Regions from separate parts of the Danio rerio genome. Here region 2 is linked to region 1. The links are chromatin contacts, called in public Micro-C maps. All regions are on one chromosome and are shown on one strand. The core of a region is the stretch at or near the end of the contact, and the rest is flanking DNA. Distances in the headings are between cores, read along the strand shown. Region 1 holds the start of rassf7b (Ras association domain family member 7b). Region 2 has its middle 8.6 kb from the start of pamr1a.

Evidence for each region. A called contact is a pair of places that touch in the nucleus more often than the background predicts.
Region 2: a Micro-C map of caudal fin shows a contact between it and region 1, with 3 times the contacts expected there. The contact joins the enhancer-like site here to the promoter of rassf7b in region 1.

The regions. Positions count from the first base shown.
Region 1 is chr7:51,489,534-51,496,646 of GRCz12tu, forward strand. It overlaps rassf7b (Ras association domain family member 7b), which reads left to right and starts at 4,353. Exons shown (of 6, transcript NM_197942.1): 1 at 4,353-4,472. hrasb (HRas proto-oncogene, GTPase b) reads right to left here and starts at 969. Exons shown (of 6, transcript NM_001020629.1): 1 at 804-969.
Region 2 is chr7:51,627,398-51,634,510 of GRCz12tu, forward strand. No RefSeq gene overlaps it. Among named protein-coding and RNA genes, the nearest start is that of pamr1a, 8.6 kb to the right of the region's middle. Within about 2 kb of position 4,399, at least 8 of the 62 cell types and tissues checked have an H3K27ac peak or open chromatin away from gene starts, as enhancers often do. A contact at or near this core is called in caudal fin, where this site is marked.

The DNA of each region.
Region 1 (7,113 bases), core at 3,103-5,602:
CATCATCGCTACAAAGTGACATTATTATAATTGAAATAAGAAACATTATATAATAAATATCATATTTATACTTTACAGAATAAAACAAGTAACTCTATTAACATTTTACTTACACCCATAGCTAATAAATTCAGCAAGCAAAATAGAAACTCAAGTAATTTTCAAAGATGTCTCATATTATGTTTATGTTTGTTATATTGAATCATTTTTCTATTTGTTTGTGTGTGTATGATGCAGGAATAAAACCCATTTGGTTTTGCTATTATTCCTCGAACACAATGACATCACCTTTATTGATTTTTTTCTTCAGACGATGGCCAATGTAAACAACGCGGTCATTTAGATGCGTGGATTTTTGCTAACATTACAAGAGATTTAACAGCAACCAAATCTGATGATTAAAGTTTCATAATCCCTCTTAAACAAAAACGACTGTAGTTTAGAAAAATTAAAGTCATAGGCTATTTAGTGCAACGTTTCTGGCTCTGTTGATATCAATCAACCCATCATTCCTCCTGCATTGAGCTGTATGTGCAGATTAAGCAACACTAGTTACACAGTCCGCTAGTATGTTACAAACTAGAGATGAATGGAATTGAGGCGCGAGCACTGATTTGACGCATTTGTTTCGTTTTGAGTAGTAGCAGCGGCTCGTCAGTTTCGCGATGATGCTGGTCAACTGATTTACGTCTCGAAGCCAACAAAATGTTCCTTGCAGACGCTCGGGGGAACATTTTGTTGCTGTTATTCCTGCACGACACACAGACAGCAGTGAAAGCAGCGGCTGCACTAACGTTACTTACAAAACGCAGGGCTCTGCTCGCTCTCCTCGACGCCGATAAGTCAGTCAATAATATGTCGACATCCTTCCCGCTGCTCCTCTCAAAGCTCCGCCGCTCGCCGCCGTTTTCCTCATTAGACAGACAGCACAGCTTCTCCACTCAAGCAGAGCACATCAACATAAACATTGAACTGCCGGTGAGCGTCGACTAGACACATACAAGAGCGGCGTGTGTATGTGTGTAGGGGGGGAGGAAGAAGAAGAGGGCGCTGAGAGCTACAGCACACGCCCAAACCCTCTCAATACTACACACAAACACCACATACACACACACACTCACGCACGCACACGGTCTCTCTCTTTCTCCCTCTCAGCCTTCTTGCATTAAATGTGGGCTGTCTTATTACACTAAAAACTTTTCTTTCTTTCTTTTTTTCTTTCTTTCTTTCTTTCTTTCTTTCTTTCTTTCTTTCTTTCTTTCTTTCTTTCTTTCTTTCTTTCTTTCTTTCTTTCTCTTCAGGTTTATTCAATATTATAGTTATAAATAAATGGGCCTTACAGCTAAATAAATAAACAATTATATAATCCTTTTAATAATAAAATTTTATAATTTGAAATACATTTGATTGAAACAGAACAAGCAAACAAATAAATCAATAAGCCTTATCATAATAATAGCAGCAACATCTTTCTTGCCCTTTAGATTTATTCTGTATTATTAAACAATGGGCCTAAAAGCTAAATAAAAACAATTATATAAATATTATTTATATAAATATATAAATAATAATATATTATAATTAAAATACATTTGATTGAAAGAGAACAAGCAAACAAATAAATCAATAAGTGTTATCATATTGATAACAACATCATTATTTTTTCTCTTTAGATTTATTCTGTATTATTGTTATAAAACAATCGGCCTTACAGCTAAATAAATAAACAAATTGTATTAATAATTAAATAACTATTAGATGTATTAACTGAAATACATTTGATTGAAACAGATCAAGCAAACAAATAAATCAATAAGTGTTATCATATTGATAACAGCAACATCTTTCTTTCTTCCATTTTAGCTTTATTCTGTATTAAAACAATGGACTTTAAAGCTGAATAAAAACAATTAGATTACTAATTAAATAATAATATATAATAATTTAAATACATTAGATTGAAACAAACAAGAAAACAAACTAATCAATTATAATTAGGGATATAAAAGCAACAACAACAATAATGATAATAGTAATAATTATTATTGTTGAGCAATTCCATGTAAATGTCAACCTTGCTATGTAAAAAATGAAAGTTTTCAGCAAAATGGCGAAACCCTTTTTTTTAAGTTAACTTTCGTTTTTATATTTTATTTTACAGTACTGTAAAAATACAAAAAAAAATGTTTTTGTCAATGATTTCAAACTTTTATATTTGATTTACCAAAGTCAAACAAATGGCAATTTACATCTTTCACACCCATAACAGAGAGATTTCACATCCCCAACAAAGCTTTTTCCTTATAAATGCAAAAAAAAAGGAAAAAAAAGAAAAAAAGTAAAATCAATAATTTTTGTTCTACAGTGAGTCAACTCTTATCCTATGATTAGCATTATTTCTTTTGGGTTGTGCAGTTTAATTAACAAAATTTCTACAAAAGTATGTTGTGTCCTGTAAACTCTTTTTTGGTCACATCCATAACACATCTTTATTTTTCTCATTTAAAATATAAAAAATGCTTTCTGATTTTTTTCTGATCCCATAACTCCGTGGTTAGCTGTGTTGGAAAATATAAACAAATGTTTCAATATAATGTGAACACATACTTTCTCTGTGTATTTATGTTTTCAAACTTTACTGAAAATGTCACATGCATAACGTTATAAATCTCTGGTGAGAGGGACATCTTGTTGGCATCATTCGGACATGGTGACGTGGTGGTCAAGAAAATGAAAAGATTATTAAAGTAACTTATACTTTCTCTTTCTCTCAATTAAATGAAATGAGAAATGAAATTCAATTATTGACAAACATGATAATTACAAATGTTTTGCCAAAGCATTTATATATAAACATAGTAAACACAGTAAATAGTAGTATAATATAATAAAAATAGTAATAATAATTAAATAAAAAAATAAAGAATTATAAATCAGAAATCACTCTCTCAATTCAATTCAATAATTGCTTTATTGGCATGTTACAAATGTTAGAATTGTATTGCCAAAGCATTTATAAAGTTTACATAAAAAGAACATATATGATAAAAACACATAGTAAACAGTAAATAGCAGCAGTAGTAGTAAAATACATACATACATACATATATATATATATATATATATATATATATATATATATATATATATATATATATATATATATATATATATATATATATATAGCCACATAATATTTAAATAAAATATTAATAACATTTCATTATTATTGAATATATAATATATTATTCAAAATCTCATATTACCATGTATTATTACTCTTACTTATTGAGTTCAAGTTTCTTTATTGGAATGACATTTAATACAGTATTGCCAAAGCATTTTAAAAATGTAATATATTAAAATCAAATAAAAAAATTACAGTAAATAAGAAATAGATAATACATTTGATAATTATAATAATAATATTAATAATAAAAAGTCTACATTATTTAAATAAGACACATGAATTAACATTAACCATTTCTCATGGTGTGTAGGGTGTAAACATATTTTGCAGCTAGTTTAGATATCAATTCATCCTCTCCGAGTACATAGTAAAGTTTTTCTGAGTAATTTAAATTAAAAAATGAATGCATTAATGTTTCAAATTGGTGAAAGATTATTTGTTTTGGTGTATTTGTGGCAGAACAGGTTGGAAGTGTGTCTCATCCTCCATTTGATTTGTGTCAAAATATACTCTCTATATTCTCTGCAATGGGTAGCACTTTCGCCTCACAGCAAGAAAGTCGCTGGCTTGAGCTTCGGCTGGATCAGTTGGCATTTCTGTATGAAGTTTGCATGTTCTCCTCGTGTTCATGTGGGTTTCCTCCGGCTTCCCCCACAGTCCAAAGACATGTGGTATAGGTGCATTGGGTAAGCTAAAATTGTCCATGTATGAGTGTGAATGAGTGTGTATGGATGTTTTCCAGTGATGGGTTGCAGCTGGAAGGGCATCCTTTGCGTAAAACATATGCTGGATAAGTTGAAAATAAACTGAAAATAAAATAAATGAATGTGACAAAAACAGTGTTTCACTAAGTAACTCACAGAATTATCCACTAGGTGGCAATATTTAACAGCCTTAAGGCACACACTCTAAACCCGTTTAACCTCAAGCACATTCCAGACATCTACTTCAGTTATAAGAAAACGCCATTATATATATAAAAAAAGAAGAATAAAAGTTGAAAGAAGATAAAAAAAATTCATTACCCCGTCATTCATCCTCGCGCTTCTTGTCTCCTGCAGATGAAAGCAGCTCGAGGGTCACGTGCTCTTCTGAATGACGAGCAGCGCCTCTTTCATTGGCTGATTTGCTTGAAAAAGCATCCGTCGTCAAGGCGACCAAGAGCCGCAGTCCCACTTCACTTGTCTGGTGAGGCCTTGACAAAGTCATACAGATCCTTTTCTTACCTTCAGCTTGTTGCTTCACTCTCTGCTCTCCTGTGCATCTCAAGAGTTTACAAGAGGTAAGTCAATAAACGAGTGTGCCGTTCAATAGCTGTGTTTTTTTATCCAGTAATGAAGCTTCTAGTCGAGAAAACTGCACTTGTTCAGGGGTCCTGTAAGATAATGCATAATATTTCATTTTTATCAGTAATGTTGCTTCAGGTAAATTCCATTTTCATTGCTTATCCCTCATCAGCAACTAATATCTATCAAAGAATGTAGCTTACTTTAGTAAGTTTCCACATTTTTACCTCTTTATAGGCCTGGGTTGTGAAAGACATTGTGCCTTGAGCAGTTTGTCATTTGTTTTATGGGGGCGTTCATCACTTTCAGACTTGTGCCATGTCTAACCAGTGCAAGATGTTCTGTTGTAGATAACGGAGACCTTAGCTTCAGGAGTGATGTGAGCCTGTTCAGTGTTCACCTCTCTGTCATGTAAATTAACGGCAAACATGGACTCATCAAGGTGGCCATGTTGATAGTGAAAGGATAAAAAGGCAAATGTCTCTCCTCGGGCCTTTATAAACATCAGACCCAGAGATGCAACAAGTAAAATGTGAAAAATCGTGCACCAGAATGTTGATTGTGTAGCTTGTGTAGAAGAAAATTAGTGAAATGTATACTTAATAACATACAGTTGAAGTCAGAATTATTAGCCCCCCTGAATTATTAGGCCCCCATTAATTTTTTCCCCCAATTTCTGTTTAATGGTGAGAAGATTTTTTCAACACATTTATAAACATAATAGTTTTAATAACTAATTTTTAATAACTGATTTATTTAATATTTGTCATGATGACAGTAAATAATATTTGACTAGATATTTTTCAAGACACTTATATACAGCTTAAAGTAACATTTAAAGGCTTAACTAGGTTAATTAGGCAGGTAAGGGTAATTATGCAAGTTATTGTGATGGTTTGTCCTGTAGTCTATTGAAAAAATATAGCTTAAAGGGGCTAATAATTTAGTCCTTAAAATGGTGTTTAAAAAATTAATGTTGTTTAAAAAATTAATAACTGATTTTATTCTAGCCGAAATAAAACTAATAAAAAAGATTTTTTCTAAAAGGAAAAATATTATCAGATATTCAGATCAGATCAGTTTATAATTCTAACTTCAACTGTATATGGGTCTAAGTAGTCTATAGTTTTTAAATTATTTTTAATTTTATTTACAATGCTCGGCTTATATAAGTACACCCCTCACAAATCTCTCTTGTAAATTCATATTTTTAATAGGAAGCTTTACATATATATATATATATATATATATATATATATATATATATATATATATATATATATATATATATATATATATATATATATATATTATATTTGAGCATATACATTAGATTAGTCAGCACTGAAGCCAAATCTGGAGCTTATCTAACAAAATAACTTACAATAACGGTCCTAAAACTATTACAGCCAAATTTATATCATATAGAAAAATATTAAATACTAATTTAAAAAGAGGAAAAATCAAGAGAGGCAAAAAAATGAAAGATTTAGTTGAACATTTGTAGTTTGCAAGTTTTTTTGCTTGAATTTACTTGTATTATCTTTCCAATTCTAAATATGTTTGGTAACTAAAATATTATTTTAATAAATATATCTGTTTAATGAATCTGTTTTGTTTAAATACATAGCCTATATTCACTGAGAAATGGTGGAAAATATTCATTTTTAAAATGGGGTGTACTCAATTATGCTGAGCACTGTTCATTTTAGAATTAGTGCATACCTGAAAGTATGTTTACATGTCACCATCTATGAATTAAAGCAAAATATTTTTTATTGTGGTGATTTATCTGACAGCAGCATTTTGGGGAGCATTTAAATGCAGGCTGTGTAAGGTAGAAAAATGCAATCAGACATGTGATCGATCAAGGTCAAAACAGAAGAAAAGATGGCTGCAGCCTCCACACAAGGGAGGTTTAACACAAAATAATTGAAACAATATTAATAGTAAATACTTAATACTAAAAACACTAATAAAAATATAGAAAATATATTGGACACAAGTGACATAAATAAATGGCATATGCAATTACAGTTAATTTATCTGATTTAAAAATGACAAATGACATGAAAATATATTACGTAATGTTAACAATAGATTTTTAAATAAAAAGACATAAGTGAATATTGGAAAATGCTAAATCCATAAAAGCAACTGTTTTGCAAAAATAAATATTTCACACTTGGCTACATAAATTATAAAGCTATTATTATTACTCAGTTATGACTGCCAATTTTCGTGTTAATCAGTTAATTTTTTTTTTTTAGTCACTTAAACTAGTTTTCCAGTAGAGGCACATTAACAGTACACATTTTCAAACTCTTCCTAATTAGACACACCTAAATCAACTCATCAGAAAATTAGAAGAGACTTCAAAACCTGAAATGAATGGGTCACACAAGGGAGACATCCAAAATATGTACTGTAGGATTGCAGTACATACACGACCAGTTAAATACTTACATATTTATTACAATTTTAAATAACTGTTAAATAAATAATTTATTGTAGGTAGTTTCAAATGAAATAATAATAATAATAATAATAATATTAAACAATAATAATGATTAATATTAGAGTTATTTCTGAAGGATCATGTGACTCTGAAGACTGGAGTTATGAAGCTGAAAATTC
Region 2 (7,113 bases), core at 3,149-5,648, 140 kb after region 1:
AAAGTGCTGGTTTGACGGGCAGATGATTAGCATTTCTTCCGCGTTGTCTTTTGTGTAAAGGGAAAGTATGTTTGCTGTTTGAGAGAGAGTGAAACGGCGGTCCACATCGACTGTCCCTCAGTGGGGGGTTTTACCATCACAATGAGCCCTGACTGAGCATATAGACCGCTGGCACACGAAAAACTAAATATTTGCATCACCTGGTGCTCCAAGGCATTTGATTTGATGCGGGAGGAAGTACCAGCACTCCTGAGGGAATTGCGGAGGCATTCCTGAGAGCAAGGTGCACGAGGGTCCTGGGGCAGGAGGAGGGGGACACGCACAAAAGTAGCACAGGGTAAACATGTGAGGGACATAATGGATAATAGAGGGAAAGTTGGTTTTACATTAGCATTTTCGGATTTCTCCGTAATAATATAATTTCATTAAAGTATTCTCTGCAAATTCTAAATAGTGAAATCATATCAAAGTACAACATTGTTACAGTGAACTTTACTGCTAATGTGGTTTTGAATTCAGAACGTTACTTGCATGCAATTTGTAACCGATTATTTAAATGTTAAACAACCGTGTCACTGTTCAAAAATGAACGTATGTGCGAAAATAAAAACCAATTTTACTTCAATTAACCGGCAAAGTTAGCGTCTATGACTGTGGCTCAATGCTATAGACTCGTGTCTATTAACCTTTTTTTTTTCCTCATGTACAAAGTTTGGAGGAGAACACACATTAACATGATAAACACGAGATGAACATTGTGTTGCTTATTATTGCTATGATAGAATCTGTTATCTGTGCTTGAATTATATTTTCATATATGTACAAAGATTCACACGTTAAAAAATGTTCAGGAATTCTTACCGTTTCCTTGTTTACTTTTTCTATCAGAGAGCGTTGGCTGCATTAGTGATTGTCTGCAGGAATCCACTTTGTGATGCTAGACTCCCACCTTGTGGCAGAAAATGCACATAACCCAATTCTCTAAAAAGCCTAATTTAAAGGGATAGTTCACACAAAAATACACTATTACGTCACCCTCTAGTGGTTCCAAACCTATATGAGTTCCTTTTTATTATTTATTTTTTTATTTTACACCTCATCGGTATTTTCTGTGGAATAATAGAAATAATAGTACAAAAGGAAGTCTATATTTATTCAATCATGGTATGACAATGGAATATTTACATATTTAGTGAAGTACTTGATGAACATGGATTGCTTTAGTCATACTCAGAATTCCTTAAAAAAGTTCCTGTAAAACCAAGAGACTATGCTGTTATTTTTGATGCAATACCAAGTAAAGTTGTATCACTTTTGCGTAACATACAGAGTGGACCAACAGCCAAAGACAAGTGATGATGTTTTATTTATTGGCGATATTAACATTGTTAAGGATAAATGTAGTAATAGATATATTAGAAATGTATAAAAAAAAAAAAGAATCATATGCCATCTTCAACAGTCTTCTGGTCATCAAAATTTGGAAACGTTGAGTGGAAAAAAGTATAGTTACTAAAAAATATATATTTTTTATAAGTAATAAAGTAAGACAGTTATCTTTTAAAATTTTACACAGAATTTATACTGTAAAATAGTTATTTGAACGGTTTGGAGTGGATAGAAAAAAACTCGTTTTTTCAATGTGTATACTCAAGACTATTTTGGATTGATGTTTCTAACTTTATTTCAAGGACATTTGGTACACAAATACAAATTTGGTAATTATTTATGATGTCATATTTGCTTTAGTAAAAGATGGAATTGATTTAAAAAGCACAACATATTTTCTTATACAACTGATAATATTACTTTGAAAATACCATATTCATGTCAAGAAATGGGCCAAATCTAAGCCAAATTTTGAACATTTTATAAAGGAGGTTAAACAATATGGTACTACACTATGTAACATTAAAAACAGAAAAGCTAAAAAATATATATATGAAGCATCATGTAACTTTCAATTGATTAAATAAAATTTAAATTTTTTATTATTATTATCTTACTCTTTTTTACCCCTGGCATCTGTTTATACTTTGTATTACTAAAATAATTTCTCTTAATTTATTTTAGTAATTACAATAAAAAATAATAACAAAAAAATGAGTTCCTTTTTTTTAGTTGAACCCTAAAAAAAATATTTTGAAGAAATCTGAAAACTTGTAATCATTGACTTCCATAGCAAAAAAATACAGTTATGGAAGTCAATGGTTACAGGTTTTCAGCTTTTTTCAAAATATATTTTTGTGCGTTCAATAGACAAATAAAACTAAAAACTGGTTGATACAAGGGTGAGATAATAATGACAATTAAAATGTTTGGGTAATCTATCCAATAAAAAAGAAAATGTCTTTCTAGAGAGATGGGTAATATAACTTCAAGAGAGCTAAAATAACAATCTCAAATTTTTAAGGGTAGTAAAAGGGAATATGTTGATATGATAGAATGTGTCATGAATGTAACGTGTTTTATATATAATGATTTTTTAAAAAAATTACTCATATTTTATTCATCATAGACACTTTAATTTGATCAAAAGTTCCAATTTTATTAAAACTATCTTTTTATATAAAATGCCTCAAATAATCACATTCTTTCCAGTTTCTGTTTAACAAGGATTCTTGAAATATATATATATATATATAAATACATATAAAAGTTTGCGCACACTTACCAAGCAGCAAGTCTTGATGGTGCTGAAAATAGATATGGCATAACTAGGAATTGTAATAAAGAATGGGGCAACATGATGGCTTAGTGGTTAGCACGGTAGCCTCACAACAAGATTGTCGCTGGTTTGAGTCCTGGTTGGACCAGATGGCAGTTCTGTGTGGAGTTTGCATATACTCACTGTATTTGATTGGGTTTCCTCCAGGTGCTTCAGTTTCCCCCACAGTCCAAAGACATGCGCTATTGAACTGAATTGGCTGTAGTCTATGTGTATGAATGAGTGTGTAGGATGTTTCCCAGTACTGGGTTGCAGCTGGAAGGGTATCCATTGTGTGAAACATATGCTGGATAAGTTACCGGTTCATTCCGCTGTGGCGACCTCTGCTGAATAAAGGCAGTAAGCCAAAGAAGAATGAATGAATAAATGATATAATAACACTAATAATTATAGTGTGTGTGTGTGTGTGTGTGTGTGTGTGTGTGTGTGTGTGTGTGTGTGTGTGTGTGTGTGTGTGTGTGTGTGTGTGTGTGTGTGTGTGTAAACATAATAGTTTTATTAACTCATTTCTAATAACTGATTCTTTTATCTTTGCCATGATGACAGTAAAGACACTTCAATACAGCTTAAAGTGACATTTAAAAGCTTACCTAGGCAGGTTAGGGTAATTAGGCAAGTTGTTAAATTATGCTGGTTTGTTCTATAGACTATCGAAAAAAATATGTAGCCTAAAGGGCATATATATCAGTACCCAGCGAAAATCCACGCTTACACAGGTAGAACATGCAAACTCCACACAGAAATGTTAACTGACCCAGCCAGGGCTCGACCTTCTTGCTGTGAGGCATCAGCGCTATGCCACCGTGCCGCCCATAATAAAATGTGTAATGTAAAATGTATAAATATGTTCTGTAAATGTAAATAAAAATGCTCAAATATCATCATAATAATAAATCTTTAATGTCAAAATTTGTAATAAATAAAAATATTTATAAAAAATGAAGTAATAAATAAATAAAAACAATGCTATACTCATCAGAAATAAAAAAGTAAAAGTATCATATTGGAAACAACGTAAAATAAAATAAACACAAAAATAAACACACACACACACACACACACATACGCACACACACACACGCAGAATAAAAAAGAAAAAAAGTAATTCTACTCCTTTGTGGATGTGTCTTGTCTTCCAGTACATATGTCTAAAGATTCTTAAGTCAATATGCTGTACGTTTATATATGAGGCAAAATTACATGAGATCAGCAATATTATTTTCTGTAAAATTGAAAAATCCTGAAGAAAAAAAAAACTGCTTAACTTAAGTGAAAAAGTCATTTTCATACTCAACGACAGTTATGTGATCACTTAGTTAAACTTGCTTTATTTTGCTTAGCTTCTCAGAAAACAAGAATCAATTATCTTTTTAGGACCAAAGTTCACAATATTACAGTTTGTGATCAACTAAATGTCCATAAAGGTGCATTTATTAAATGAGCATAAAGGGGTAAAACATAATTTTTTTACAGCGTGAATTTTTAAAAAAATATCAGTACAAACGTGTATTGAAAGAGTACTGAGGCTTATGTGTAGAGCTTTGTCAGTGAGACTATGTGGAAGGCCATTACTTCACATTTGACAAAAGCGATGACTTCATCTTTTCTGTCCCATTAGCATGTGGTAGGAAGTGGCGTCTTGAGGCTAGCAGGGATTCCTGAAAGAGCCAATTTTCCTCTGTGCTGAATGTGCTTTAAGATCAGTGGAGGGAAACTCAGGGGAGGGAATGTGCTGTTTGCCATTCTCCTGTTTACTTTTATGGCTCTTCCGTTTTCTTCAGTGCGGCAGCAAAATAGAGCCCCGGGAGAAAGAGGGAAAAATGCCAGTCTGCTATTGAGTGCTTTGGCCTTGCCTCTGTTCTTCCATAGCAACTCATCATTTGCATGTGTTTGTGTGCATGAGACTCTCCAACTGCAAATTTACTACAACAAAACAGTGCATTCATGGGCAAACGTTACTTCTCAAATCTTTACTACAGAAATATACAACATAATTATAAAATATACATTTAAAATACGTTTTATTTACTATATATATTATTTTACTTTTGCAAGCTTTTTCAAATGTCTAAATGTTCAAAAAAAGTCATTATTTAATTACATATGTACAAATGTTTATACTTTCTAGCAATGAATGAAGTCAGGGTATTCATTTTTTGACATATTAGACTTTTTTCTAGATAAAATCAGGCTAATTATGTATGAGCATATCACTCTGTAAATATCTCGTATTTTAAAGTTTGATAAAAGTGCTGCTTAAGTGTAAATAGGGTATATGCGGAAGAATGCTGAAGGACTTTTAATTTGTCAGTAACGTAAACTGTATGCCATTACAAAATTTTAAGGTTTGTTTTCTTTAAAAATCAGCGATCCCCACTGGCTGAGTTATATCCGATTTAAAGTGGGTCTCAGATTCTACAAGAAGCACTGCATTAAATTACATTGTCCCCGCCGTGTCTTATATGAACATTTATTTTGCCCCAGTATAATCAATGGAGCTTCTGCGCTAGCCTGCTAATCTTGACAGGAGCGTGCATTTTCATCTCGTTTTACACTTGAGCAACTAAATAAACTCTGAATTCTATTTAACTGATTGTACTTACAACATCGATGCTGTAAAAGGAACCATATAAAATGGAAAAAAGTCACATTAACCGTTTACCGGAAGTTTATCAGTATGGGAAGAAACACTAGCTCTGTATATACCCTATTTGAGGCTCAGTAGAGAAAAAAAATATTCTTTAAAGAAGTGAAACAAACACTTAAAGGCACAATATGTAAGTTTTTATAATTAAAATATCCAAAAAGAACCACTTGTACAGTGTTATATACTTTGCTGACTTATGCACGTACATGATCCCACATGTTTTGAAGAATTTTCAAAAATCAAGCCATTTTACCTATAGTGACACAGACTTTTTGGCTTTTGACATTCTCGATTAAACCCTCGATTTTCAGTATGGTTTTAGGGAAATGCCAAAAACACTTTAATACTATGTTAATAATATGTTATGTTGTATTATACTGCACAAAATTGCATTATAACAGAACCTTAAAATATGTTTAGTATGATAAAAACAGCACTGGTTTTTCCCCACCTGATAATGAGCAGATGAACTTTGGCATAATAAAAGCAGTCGACTTTGGCATAATAAAAGCTCTGCTGTGCATCACACACATCTCTCATTAGCAATTGCTTCAGCTCTCTCATTTTGCTTCAACGACTTCACCCTCTCTCTTTCATAGTACACAGCTAATTAAACATATAAATTCTCTCTGTTAAAGTGGTGAATTTTCGCTCTTTACACTAGTCAAGGAACAATCCACTCCCAGTAATGTAGACCAGAGTTATTTTTGAACTCAATAGAGTGTAAATATGACTAATTTTTAGTGTTGTACAAGTGACTCACTTAAGAGTGAAACTGAAAATACACTGTAAAAATGCAGGGTTCCTTACAATTCATTCATGTTGTCCTAACACATATCCAATAACGTAACTAATTTAAGTAGATTGAACATAAAACAATTACTTTTCCCAAAGAAAATCTCCAGAATTGTATTGCTTCAGCTCATTTTAAACAAGTAGTTTGAACAAGCAGCAAAAATCTTTTTTGAGTGTATTTCAGTGAATATGTTCATGATTCCGAGTTGATTTTGACTAGTTGAACTAACACAACTAATTCAATAATGGAATTTGAAGATATTAGCTTAACCATGAACAAGATTTCCCATTGTATGTAATGAGGAAGACAACTCCCATGATTTCACACTCAGTCACAGCAGCATCATACTATGTTTTTGATATACTATGTAATAGATATATTGTGCCTTTAAAAGTGTATTTTATGTTTTCTTCCTTTAAACTAAAAAAAAAAAAAAAACCTTTATGAAAAGCCATAAAGCCAAAAATCTCAAAACTGACTAGTGTAGAGCCCTGCTTTAAATTCTTCTGCAGCATGGTCCACTCATGTGCCAGACAAAATTCTGCAAAGCAGAGCAGTTGAGTCCACACTTACGCCCACCTCACCATTCTACGACTCCCACGTCTGTTCTGATAAATGGTGATCCAAGTCAAACTTCTCACACTAGCACTCGACTCAGTGTACTTGTCATTATTATAGATGGGCTCTATTTGGTTCCATCAGTGCTGGTGGCGCACAGAGAGGGGAAAGAGTTTCGTGTGGAAGCCGAGTAAATTATTTGTGCTCCACAGAGGGGGGAAATGGGTTAATATTTTAACCATACTTGACATCCTCTCATCAGGGAATTGGTCTCATTTTTTGTTGAAGTTTGAAAATGTAAAAAAAAAAAAAGATATACAGTCTGCTAGCTGCTCCATATATCACTGTAAAATAAAAAAGCTACAGCAGTAAACAAAACCGCAG